Regions from separate parts of the Mus musculus genome. Here all the other regions are linked to region 1. Evidence: chromatin contacts called from public Hi-C and promoter capture Hi-C data. All regions are on one chromosome and are shown on one strand. Each heading gives the region's core, a stretch centred on a gene start, on an enhancer-like site or on the middle of the called end of the contact. The rest is flanking DNA. Distances are from core to core; before and after follow the strand shown. Region 1 holds the start of Diras2 (DIRAS family, GTP-binding RAS-like 2). Region 2 has its middle 130 kb from the start of Gm33116. Region 3 has its middle 95 kb from the start of Gm33116. Region 4 has its middle 73 kb from the start of Gm33116.

Region 1 (2,700 bases), core at 116-2,615:
CCTTCATAATGGAGAGACTGTGGACATGTGGACTTCCTGCTCACAGGCATATTCAAAGTAGGGCTACATTTGTGAAGGCCACTCTCAAATGGCCTTGTTAAAAATGGTCTACTCCCTTCTTATTTTAGTAGCCATAGCACTAAGGCCAGAGTCAAGCTGAACTAAGGAACAAAGATGTTATCTTAACTGTAAATAGTGAAAGCATATCTTAGGTAAGATTTCAAAACAAACAAACAAACAAACAAACATGTTTCCTGTGAATAGCAGGGCAGAGATTTGCTTTGCAAACCAACTTCAAAGGATTATATCCTCTGAAATTACAGGACTCCAGAACTTACCCAAACAGAAAAGTGACTATATTATAGCTTACAGAATCTGTAAGCTAAGCCTAATTTAGAAGATACAGGCCCCATTTTGTAATTCTTTTACCACATCACCAAAGGACAAAGATAAGGATAAAAAAAGAAAAAAAGAGTTTCCTCCAGCCATAGAGTGCAAGTATGATATAGGTAGATGTTCCTGTCCAGCGCTTACAAAATGTCAGTACAGCATATTCTCTCTCTCTCTCTCTCTCTCTCTCTCTCTCTCTCTCTCTCTCTCTCTCTCTCTCTCTCTCTCTCTCTCTCTCTGTTAATTCTTTGAAATGGTCATGAAAAGCTGCTGAGCAGCGTGGTCCCCCAAGCTTACCCAAAGAGGTGATGTCAGAGCCCTGTCCTGTTAAAACGCTTGAATTCTTGTAGTATGGTTGCCTTTCAGGCAGGGAATTTCTTGGCACCTCTAAGTGACAGGCTGTCTTGTGATTTAGCACATGTGACTACTATTGTCGACTTGACAGAATCTAGAGTCACCTGGAGACGGGCCTCAGGCTTGTGGGAGGAGAGATTATCTTGATTACTTAAGTGTTGTGCAAAGGCCGGTCTTGACTGTGGGCTAGACCATTCCTGGGTACAGGATCCTGGACTATACAAATTGATCTCGGTAGCAGCGTGCTTCCACAGTCGTCTAAGTTCTGATTACCGATGCGATGTGATCAGCCATTTCAAGATTTTTTTTTTCCTGCTTTGCTTTTTTACTCTGAACTATGAGCCAGAGCAAACCCAGTTTTCCTTAGCTTGTTTTTGTCACAGCTACAGGAACAGAAACCTTGCCCAGTGACCAAGTCTTATTGCGTGGTAAGCAGTGATTAAGTACACTAGGGTAGGAGCATAGTTTTAAACACAGGAATCCACTGTCCTTTCAACGGAATGATTTTTGATTCATTTAATTTTCAGAAAATTCTAGTCTCTTGTCATCTATTCCAGAAGCTTTCGGTAGAGGGCAGCTGAAGGCTCCCGGTGAAAAGCAGGCCACCGCAACGAGCAACCACTGTGCTTGCAGGAGCTTGAGGAGGGTGGAGCCGGAGGCCGGGAGGCTAGAGCCAGAGAGCACCGCGTGGGAGGACTGCACAGGGCCAGGCGCGCGTGCGGGCGGTGCAGGGAGCGGTGCTGGAGGTTGTAAGGCTGTGCAGAGAGCTCGGGCGGGTGCATAAGGCAGAGAGGGGCAGACAGAGAGGGGCAGCACAGGGGGCAGGACGTTGCATTGGGCGTTGCACTGGAGGTGCAGGGCTCTGGACATTGCACTGGGGGTGCGGTGCACAGGGCGGTGCGGGGCGCAGGGCAGCTGACAGCGTCATCAGGCGGGAGCAGCGCGCACTCCGCCTCAGCAGCCACCGCATCGCGCTGCGCGCAGCGGGTCCCGGAGCTGCGCCTGGAGACCTGCGGCTCTGAGCCGGCTCTCCCCAGGTAAGCAAGCCACCACGGCTCTCGGCTGGAGCTGGATACAGCTCGCGGGTGCCCGGCGCTTTTGGCCAGTCCTGGGAGCCAGAGGAGCAGGATTACTCTCTGGGGCTGAAGATCAGTATGTATCCCAGGACTTGGAGAGGGGGACCAGCCAGCCTCATCCTGCATCCTTCCAGGAGGGGAGGGCGAGGACGAAGCCATAGCTCAGTTGGGAGAACGTTAGACTGAACACCTAACATTGCTTTGAAGGGGCAAAACCTCAGGGTCTTACCCAAGATTAGGGATCCCGTCCTAACAGGAGTTGCGGTTGGGGAAATTCTTTGACTGCAGGTATTCTAATGAATGCGGAAGATTCCATCGATTTAGGAAAAGTCTCCTAAAGAGGTACAGCTAGAGAAAGAAACATTCAGAGCCAAGAAGAAATGGCTAGGGGATTCCTGATGTTTGGATCCCAACCTCTAGACTTAACGCTCTGGAAAGGGACCCGCCCCAATGTCTCATTTCCTATTTTAAAGACCAGGCTTGGGATATCCACGGGACTCCCCTTCTTCTCCCGGTGGGAGCTCAGGCAAGTCTCAGCATCTAGTCCAGGCAGAAGAACGTGGGTCTCCATCAGAGGACAATGACAGCTGGCTGCCCAAGGGTTGGACTTCCCCACCCTGCTTTGCGATTCCATGTCCCAGTTCATATTCTTTGGGGTTGGGGGATCTTTGGAACTGGACACCACACATCTCGGTTGTTCCATGCCTTCAAAGGTGGAACACAGTATAACTTGGGTGGAGGAATCCGTGCCCAGCCAGCCTTGTTTAGGAATTCATTTCACATTTTGGTTCTTGTTAGCTTTTAATCGGGCCCCCGTGCATACTAGTTTATACTAGCAGAAGTTTTGTGATTTGCTTAAAAGAAAAAAAAACCCATAAAA
Region 2 (2,700 bases), core at 115-2,614, 170 kb after region 1:
AGAATGAGTGTAACTTATCATTTGGTGTTTCGATCATGTGATCATGTGACACAGAAGGTGCTCACATGCCTGTCTCCCTCCCATGCATAAAAGACAGGAAGAGACTGGAAGGAAGAAGCAAGGGTGGAAGTAACAGTTTAGACAGGGAGCAAGCTGCTTCAAGCTGCTGAGTCTACCTATGCCCTGCCAAGGCACTGGGCATGGTAGGGTTCCTACCTGGCACACAATTGTCATCTAACAGAGAAATAAAGAACAATCTGGAAGGAGGCAAGGGCTATTTCTAGGCAAGGACCAGGGAGGATCCTGAGACACGGAGAAAGTGACTTTGTCCTTTCACAGATATGGAACCAATCGTCACCTGGAGGTTTCTGAGTGGCACATCTTCTCACCTCATGACCTGCTTTAAACAACAGATGCATAAAAACGAAGCATAAATCTTAAGCTACTGCGGTAGGCCTTAACCAAAGCCATTAGCCATGTTATAGGAAAAGCTAGCCTGACATCCCCAGCCAGCCACACGAGAGGTCTACTGAAGAGACCTTAAGAGCTCAGCTGACGGGGAGCACTAAACCCAATTTGGGGTGTGAAGTAAAGAGTGTGGGTCTAGCTGATCCCCTCAGCCAGGGGCCAGCCCTTCCCAGGATCTCAAACTCTCTGAGGCCCCAGCTATGGAAACAAGCTCAGCCATCACTCTCAGAGGACAGCAGGGTTATCCTCATTGCTTCTCAACAGTGCCTGGGGTCTTGTGCCAAGGCCAGGACTCTCATGCTTAGCTCTACTCGAATGTGGGCATGTGCACATCATGGTGGCCGCACAATGTCTCCTGAGTGGCTCTGGGCTGTGCCCTGTGGAGAATCCTGTCATATATGGACACGTATATGGAGTTACTAATTCTCACTACAGGAGGATCAGAGAGACTGAAGCCATTTATAACTGCATTTTACAGCTTGCTGGTTTAGGTAGGCTGGCCAGAGTCAGGGGATCCTCTGTCACTACACCTTCAGTGCTGGGATTACAGTTGTATACCACCAGGCCTGGCTTCCTGTTTTGTTTAGCACCCTATGGATTCTACACTAAGAAGCTAGAATTGACAATTTTTAAAAACACTCTTGTTTAACATTGGTTTTTTTTTTCTGATTTTACAGAAAGTATTCTGTTTGTCATAGAATTACTATTTCTGTCTGTGACAAAGTTTCTCTTCTCCTGATGGGTGTGACAGCTTTGCTGTTTCTCTATGTGATATTTAATTAAGAAGGAGAAGGAGAAAGGCAGAGAGCCAACAACACATATACTCATGAGCACATAGTCACACACTATACACTTATGCAAATGCCCTCACAGTTATATACATAGTCACACACACACACACACATGAGCACATTCCTGCAATGCACACACAGTGTTTACCTAGCCACATGACCACAAACAGCACAATCTGGGTCTTTAATCATAGACAGGGAGAGGCTTGGAGACTCGAATTTACATTGAATCTAAGACTCGGTAGATTACATATATTTTTTACATGTTCTTATTGTTTGTTCAGTTGTGACTAAAATCATTTCCTGGCTTCTGGATTTCAGAAATCACGTGCCTCAGTGCAGCTTGAGTGGAGCTAGTTACCATGGGAATTCCGAAGGACTGCCTATATTCTCTCTCCCTCTCTGCCATGAGGAATCTTTCAGCCTGTGTAATGCCATCCAAAAACATACCTTTCATCTCAAAGAAATAAAAGACATGGCTTATACTGGGGCAAAATATAATTAATCATGACCCAGGAACATGATACCCCAAATACAATGTTGTGAAACACAATCAGTTTCATGGAATTTTTTTTTTTTTACAGTAACAGAAAAAGAAAGTTATAAATCAATGTTTAAAAAATACATTGGCGGAACACTGAGTGACAGCAAGAAGGTGGAACTTTGCTATGGGCCTTCAGTGTTGTCTGATGGCATGGTTAGCCCCTTGATTGGTGGGAAACTAGGATTTTGATAAGTTACTACACCCTAGGATAGTAACTAGAACGTTAAGTTGGGCTAGTAGCAGGATGGTAGGTCTGACACAGAGGAAGAGTAAGAATGGCCTTTTAGTGGGCCAAAGACTGTACAAGATAAATTATAATTAGGGTTTGGACCTGCAACATCCCAACCTCTCAAAATCATTTAAATTTCAATCGGTCCTTTAGCCTGTTCAGCTTCTCCCAGGAAGTCTTGCTCACAGTGAATCCTTTAGTCTTCCGGCCTCTTCTCTGAGGTGTGCGCAATCATGTTTGTGCATGAGGAAGCAGAGACCCCAGCAGGCCAGAGGTGGGCTCAGTATCTCACAGGGGAAAGAAAAAGTCACATGGCTTCAGTGCCTTTTAGGGTTTTAAAGACGAATGGCTCTTACCAGAAAATCAGCAGGACCTGTAAGAGCTTTCCCTTACTGCTAGACTTCTTCTCTAGCACATGAATCCTTCCGATGAAAGAAGGACTCGTCTCCAGTTGAGGCATGCATGAAAAGGGTTCTGGATATTGTGGACTCAGAAAGGGGGATATCTGTGGACCAAGAAAAGGGGATATCTGTGGACCCAGAAAAGGGGATATCTGTGGCTTCTCCCTCTCAACACAGATAGAGACAGACCACAGAAACAATTCCATCCAATTCCAGCTTGGTAAATCAATGGTTTTGGAGAGATGCTTGCAGGAACTTGAGTGACCT
Region 3 (2,700 bases), core at 54-2,553, 200 kb after region 1:
TCCTCAGAGCTGGAGGCTCTTGTCTGCAGTAGCAAAAGCCATTTCTAATGTTCCCAACCTTCAAAAAACAAATGCTGCCTCTGGAAACTTCTATACATTTCTTTCTGAGTAGATGCAAATTTTCATCTCTCTTGGAAAATAGTTAGAATGGCATCCTCGAGTCCTGCGGGGAGTGCCTTTGTAAGAATGTTCTAAAGCTGTGTTCTGCAATTACTGGATCATTTTGTGGCCCCAGCATCACTGTACTGCCTGCAAGTGGGAATTCCTGGAAAGAAGCTGTCTTTTATCGTGCGCTGATAAAAACCTCACTGACTATGGAGAGTTTGGGATGTTGCTGCTCCCACAGGCTAATCGCTGTTTCTCTCCAGCTATCTTTGCCCCTAAAAAGGTCTTCTTCGCTCAGTTCTGTTGCAGACCTAACATCCTGATAGACAGAAACCTTTAGAAGGTGTCAGCATAATAAAAACCTACTCTCCACCAACACAAGGGCTGAGAGTGCCATCCCATAGCACCCAAGGCCTGAGAGTCTTCTGCCTGCTGTAACTTGACTCTTTAATGCCTCCACTGGTGAATTTTTTTAAATTGCCTTGATTCCTGGCTGTCGTTGTTATATTGCTTTAAAGCTCCGTGAAACTACTTCTATGTTGGAAGTGGGGTAACCTAAACTTGAGGTTTTTGTGGCCATTTTAATTCAGTTTTGGGTCCAGAATAAACCATTGCTTATCCTCTTTGAGGTGAGAGCTGTGTTTTGGGCAATGACATGCCAAAGTCCACGGCTCCTCAGATGGCAAATATACAGTTTACAGGCTTTCCTGGTAAGAGTGGTAAGGGCTGAAGAGATGGTGAGACAGCTTGATTGGTAAAGTTCTTATCAACGGTGTGAAATAAATAAATAAAAAGATTTTAGGTAAATCTTTAAAACCCAGAAAGAAACACAAGATTCCTCTGCCCCTTTTAGGTTAAAAAAATATGTTATAGTCTACAAAGAGAGGTAATCTAGATGCAATTTCCACTGATTTCCCTAGTTAGTTGAGCAGAAACCAGCAATGTCCACATAGTAGGTGAGGTGTGTGTGTGTGTGTGTGTGTGTGTGTGTGTGTGTGGAGAGAGAGAGAGAGAGAGAGAGAGAGAGAGAGAGAGAGAGATTCTCCTTTGTGTTTCTCAACTGGCTGGGCACTGATGTTCTTTTTGCTTCCCACAGCCGGGCTCTTCTGTTTGCGGGGGAAGTACGAAGATGTGGGAAGCACCAGTAACTAACTGGTCCTCTGGGCTGAGTGCAGCACGAATCAGAAATAAAAGAAGGCAGAGCAGTTTCAGAGCCGCCTGGAGCAACAACAGTACAACAGGGCTGTGAGTGGGAAGCCAGCTCAGAACAAGGGGCCTGGGATTCTCACATTTCGCTGATGCTTCCTCTAGGAAGCCACCATAGACACCGTTCCTGAGGCCCTCGTGGAGCCTGGGATGATGAATGTCCCTCTGGGAGGCTCCTGGTAGAACAAGACTTGGGCAGTTCCTCAAGTGTGTCTGTGCACGAATCATGATACAGAAAATTGGACAGAATGCTGCGGGATTTGCATATAGACCGCAATTAAACCCCAGGATTGTGTCTGAGAGATGCGGTAAGGAGTAGATCATATTTAAAAATTAGAGCTGTCTTCTATTCATCCTACAAATGTTGTGTGAGGGTGTAGGAGTCAGGTTGTTCAGAAGTAAAGGAAAGCAAGAGGAGGTGGAGGAAGAGAGAGAGAGAGTAAAGGATTCAAAGGCTAGAAACAGATGGGAAAAATAAAGATTTCGGAGAAAAATATATAAATAAAAATAAGATTTAGAAGGGGACTGGATCATTGGGTTAATGGGTCAAGCACTTGTCACGCAATATGAGGTGCTGAGTTCAGATCTCTACAAGCTGGGCAGGTGTGGCCACACGCCATGCTAGACTTCAGAGACAGGGATTCCCCAAACAAGTTGGCTAGCTCCACCAGCTGAATGGGCAGATTCTAAGCTCAGCAAGAGGCCTCACCTCACCTCAGTAACTAAAGGAGGAGCCAGAATGAGGCTCACACGCATGTGCACACCCTCCTGCATGAAGATGAATACATACCTGTACCATACATGCCCTAAAGAGGATTTCAGGAGACATGGGGAGCCATACCAGGAGCAGCATAACGGGGCCTTGGGAAGATGAAGAACATGACCTAAAGAACCTGGACAGGAGCTTTGCTAGGAGAATGAACATCATCACAGAGGGAGCATTGTGTGTAATGACGGGAAAGGGGGACGCTTCAAGGCCCCCAAAGGAGCCGTGTCAGAAGGGACAGCCGCCACGTGCATGCGTCTGCAGGGAGAGCCATCAGCTCCTGAGGACAAAAGGAGTTTCCGGCTCTGGCAGGTGTTCAGGTCAGGGATGCTCTACACCATGCGACCTGGTCTACACACACAAGGAAGGGCTGAAATTAGGTATGCCCCTGAGTTTATTCCCCAGCTACCAGAGAAAGAGAAGGGCTGTAAACCCACAGGAGGGCTGACTTCTTGCCAATCATGTGTCTCAGAGATCAGGACAAATGCTGAATTCTGAAAGGGAGAAACACAGTCTGTGACCTAGGTCAGCTGGACTCCTATCCTCAGCTCCCAGAGCTGTCTGCAGCCTCGGTGTACCCAGCTTGATAAAGGGTATGCTTTACTTCTTTCTAGGATGTAGCC
Region 4 (2,700 bases), core at 165-2,664, 220 kb after region 1:
TTAGTTTGATTTTGTGTTTTACATTTATTTATGCACTCACACCGTGGTATATATGTAGAGGTCAGAGGACAACTTGCAGGAATCATTTCTCCCCTTCCATGTAAGTCCTGGAGGTTGAACTTGGGACATCAAGCTTGCCAACAAGCCTGTTAGTTCTCAAGTGGAGCCCCCAACCCCTAGAATGAGAGCCGGGGCTCAGTGCAAGCTGAAACTCTGGCCAGATAAATCCAGATGGATTGCTAGGGATAAATAAAAGTCTAAACTCGGCATTCCTCGGGAACGTGTGAAGTCAGTCTCTCTTGGTCAGGATGAGCCGTCGCTTCCCTTATTCGGCCCTACAATAGATTCCCTCCGGCAATGGGCACCAGCTTCCTATTAACATATACCTGCAATGCACACCAAGTCCCCACACTAGCTCTTCTGACCAGCAAACCTGCTCTCACTAGTCTACCTTCCAGGCTTTTCCAGTCTGCAGGCTTCATCACTCTCATCACAACCTTCGTCTTTAAAGATTGGTGAGGCTTTCCTGACAGTTTGCTATTCTCTCTGCCCCTGAGAGAGAAAGCGAGGGCAGTTTAAAATCCCCCCAATAAAACATATCTTTCTACCCAGGGAGTGTTCCAGTTAGATGGTTGGACAGCACCCTTGTTTACACTCACCCGTCCAGGAGTGACCAAATGTCGTATTCAGAGTGGCCAGTGAAGGGGCTGTATTTTAATCCACTTCACACAGGAGGAAGCTGAAGTCTGGATAGATCAACAGCCTTTCTAGACTTCTGATCACTACAAATGACTACCCCAAGAACAGAAGAATGCTGGGAGCTGGGCTCTGAACCCTTTCTGCATGGGCCATCACCATCTGTCATATCAGGACCTGAGCCTGGAGACAGTAATTAGCTGGTCTATAATTTTCAAGCAGCACTTATGGGAAGAAAAGATCAGCAGCCTTTAGATATTATTTTTAAATGCATAGAATAGGGAGCCTCCGGCCCCTTGTGGGAGTTTAAATTGCTTTTCTCTACCCCTGGAGGGAACAAAATCAAAGAAAAATGAATTTTTTTTTACCCATTTCTACCAGTTGCTAGCCATTTTGTTTGTTTCAGGGGGAGAGAGACAGAGACAGAGACATAGACAAAGAGAGACAGACAAACAGAGAGAGAGAGACAGACACACACACAGAGACAGAAAGAGACAGAAACAAAGACAGAGACATAGAGACAGAAAGAGACACAGAGAGACACAGAGAGACAAAGACACACAGAGAGACAGAGAAAGGAGACATTTCTTGTCTGAGCCTGCCTTTATTCTCAGTAGTACTATGTAGGAGTAAGTCTCTGCTGAGACTGTGTGCTTTACACATGCAATTCCAAGGCACTTTCTCTGCCCAGTCTTCCTCTCCTGCTCTCCCTGTCAGAATACTTCCATCCTGAGCTGTAACTTTTGATAAGCACTGAGTCATGCAGCCCACGCATGAGCCAGGCTGTCCGGGACTTGCCAGAACACAGCTATGTTTTGATTTTCTTTTATTATCTACCAGGTCCAATTTATTAAATTTTTGAAGTCTACTTTTCAAAATCCTGTAGCTGATCAAAGTCTGCGGCGATCACTGGAGGGTGAGAAAGGAGGAGGGGGGGTTTCCTAATGAGGGTTCTGGGTACAACGCTCTCCATCCGAAAGGGAACTTGGCCACTTCTGAGGTTTGTACTTGATTTCCTCAGCTGCACTCCCTACAGCCTGGAGTTGACAAGTTGTTCAACACTAGTGGCTTTGCAGCATGTCCTAGATGCCTGCAGGTTGTGTTGACCTCTGAGGTCAGGGAAGCATCAATTCCAGAACACAGAGCCTTTCCTCGCTGTCTCACGATCTGCCTCATCTGGCAGGGAGCTCGTGGATATGTGCAGCTCACCTGCCCTACTGTGTGTGATTCTACATTGTCCTGTGGAATGCAGGGAGACACTCGATGGTACAGCCTGCATCTCTCAGGGCCCTGAGGACAGCACAATTGTGCAAGTGTGTCTGAGAGCACAGAGCAGAGCCTGGACAGCCTCACTGCTGGAGAGAATAGGGGCTGGGGATGTGGCTCAGTTGGTAGGATACTTACTAAACATATAGGAAACCCGGGGTTCACTCCCCAGTACTGAATAAATTGGGAGTGGTGATGCACACTTAGAATCCTAGCACTCAAGAGGTGGGGGCAGGGAGATCAGAAATGAAAGGTCCGTGGCTATATAAACCTTGGGAGGGGTTGTTTGTTTGTTTCTTTGTTTTATTTTGGCTTAGTTTTTTCTTTTTAAAGAGCAAGTCAAACATGAACAGGATATAGGGAAACAAGAAACAGCTCCAGTTTAGAAGAAGCAGGACTCTGTCAACTATTTATGTTGAAACTAACATCAAAACTACGGACAGACAGGATATTAAACATAAGAATCGACTTGAACTATCTGCAAACCACTTGTTTACTATGAAAGTAGTGTGCCAACTACCATTCAGATGTACCCATGAATCCTAAGATCAAGCAGAGGGCAGCATCTATGCTATTTTAACTTTGTGATGGGCAAGTGTCTTTTTCAAGGCTTACTTATTTATATTTTGTGTATATGTTTTTTTTTTTTTTCAGTAGGTATCTCCATGAACCATTTCCATGCCTGATGCCAGAAGAGGATGTTGGACCCCATAGGACTGGAGTTACAGACTGGTGGTT

What was found. Promoter capture Hi-C pulls out the DNA fragments that hold promoters and counts their contacts. A called contact is a pair of places that touch in the nucleus more often than the background predicts.
Region 2: a Hi-C map of cortical neurons shows a contact between it and region 1, with 2.3 times the contacts expected there. The contact joins the enhancer-like site here to the promoter of Diras2 in region 1. A contact is called at or near these places in 10 of 39 promoter capture datasets (the 3T3-L1 cell line, 3T3-L1-derived adipocytes, cranial neural crest and 6 more), 23 of 484 Hi-C or Micro-C datasets (the AML12 cell line, the C2C12 cell line, adipose-derived mesenchymal stem cells and 15 more), 7 of 115 datasets of contacts at active chromatin or transcription factors (bone marrow-derived dendritic cells, embryonic basal ganglia, embryonic stem cells and 4 more) and 2 of 9 other capture datasets (adipose tissue and macrophages).
Region 3: a contact with region 1 is called in a promoter capture Hi-C map of hippocampal neurons, with 7 times the contacts expected there. The contact joins the enhancer-like site here to the promoter of Diras2 in region 1. A contact is called at or near these places in 7 of 39 promoter capture datasets (the 3T3-L1 cell line, the HPC-7 cell line, cranial neural crest and 4 more), 8 of 484 Hi-C or Micro-C datasets (bone marrow-derived macrophages, brain, cerebellar granule neurons and 5 more), 7 of 115 datasets of contacts at active chromatin or transcription factors (SST interneurons, craniofacial prominence, embryonic basal ganglia and 4 more) and 4 of 9 other capture datasets (adipose tissue, embryonic stem cells, liver and 1 more).
Region 4: a Hi-C map of embryonic fibroblasts shows a contact between it and region 1, with 12 read pairs. The contact joins the enhancer-like site here to the promoter of Diras2 in region 1. A contact is called at or near these places in 12 of 39 promoter capture datasets (the 3T3-L1 cell line, 3T3-L1-derived adipocytes, the HPC-7 cell line and 7 more), 5 of 484 Hi-C or Micro-C datasets (bone marrow-derived macrophages, cerebral cortex, cortical neurons and 2 more), 12 of 115 datasets of contacts at active chromatin or transcription factors (SST interneurons, bone marrow-derived macrophages, craniofacial prominence and 9 more) and 4 of 9 other capture datasets (adipose tissue, embryonic stem cells, liver and 1 more).

The regions. Positions count from the first base shown.
Region 1 is chr13:52,529,501-52,532,200 of GRCm38.p6, reverse strand. It overlaps Diras2 (DIRAS family, GTP-binding RAS-like 2), which reads left to right and starts at 1,365. Exons shown (of 2, transcript NM_001024474.2): 1 at 1,365-1,781.
Region 2 is chr13:52,360,290-52,362,989 of GRCm38.p6, reverse strand. No RefSeq gene overlaps it. Among named protein-coding and RNA genes, the nearest start is that of Gm33116, 130 kb to the right of the region's middle. Within about 2 kb of position 1,364, at least 9 of the 459 cell types and tissues checked have an H3K27ac peak or open chromatin away from gene starts, as enhancers often do. A contact at or near this core is called in cortical neurons and hippocampal neurons, where this site is marked.
Region 3 is chr13:52,327,579-52,330,278 of GRCm38.p6, reverse strand. No RefSeq gene overlaps it. Among named protein-coding and RNA genes, the nearest start is that of Gm33116, 95 kb to the right of the region's middle. Within about 2 kb of position 1,303, at least 8 of the 459 cell types and tissues checked have an H3K27ac peak or open chromatin away from gene starts, as enhancers often do. A contact at or near this core is called in brain, cerebral cortex, hippocampal neurons and 1 more, where this site is marked.
Region 4 is chr13:52,305,970-52,308,669 of GRCm38.p6, reverse strand. No RefSeq gene overlaps it. Among named protein-coding and RNA genes, the nearest start is that of Gm33116, 73 kb to the right of the region's middle. Within about 2 kb of position 1,414, at least 51 of the 459 cell types and tissues checked have an H3K27ac peak or open chromatin away from gene starts, as enhancers often do. A contact at or near this core is called in embryonic fibroblasts, where this site is marked.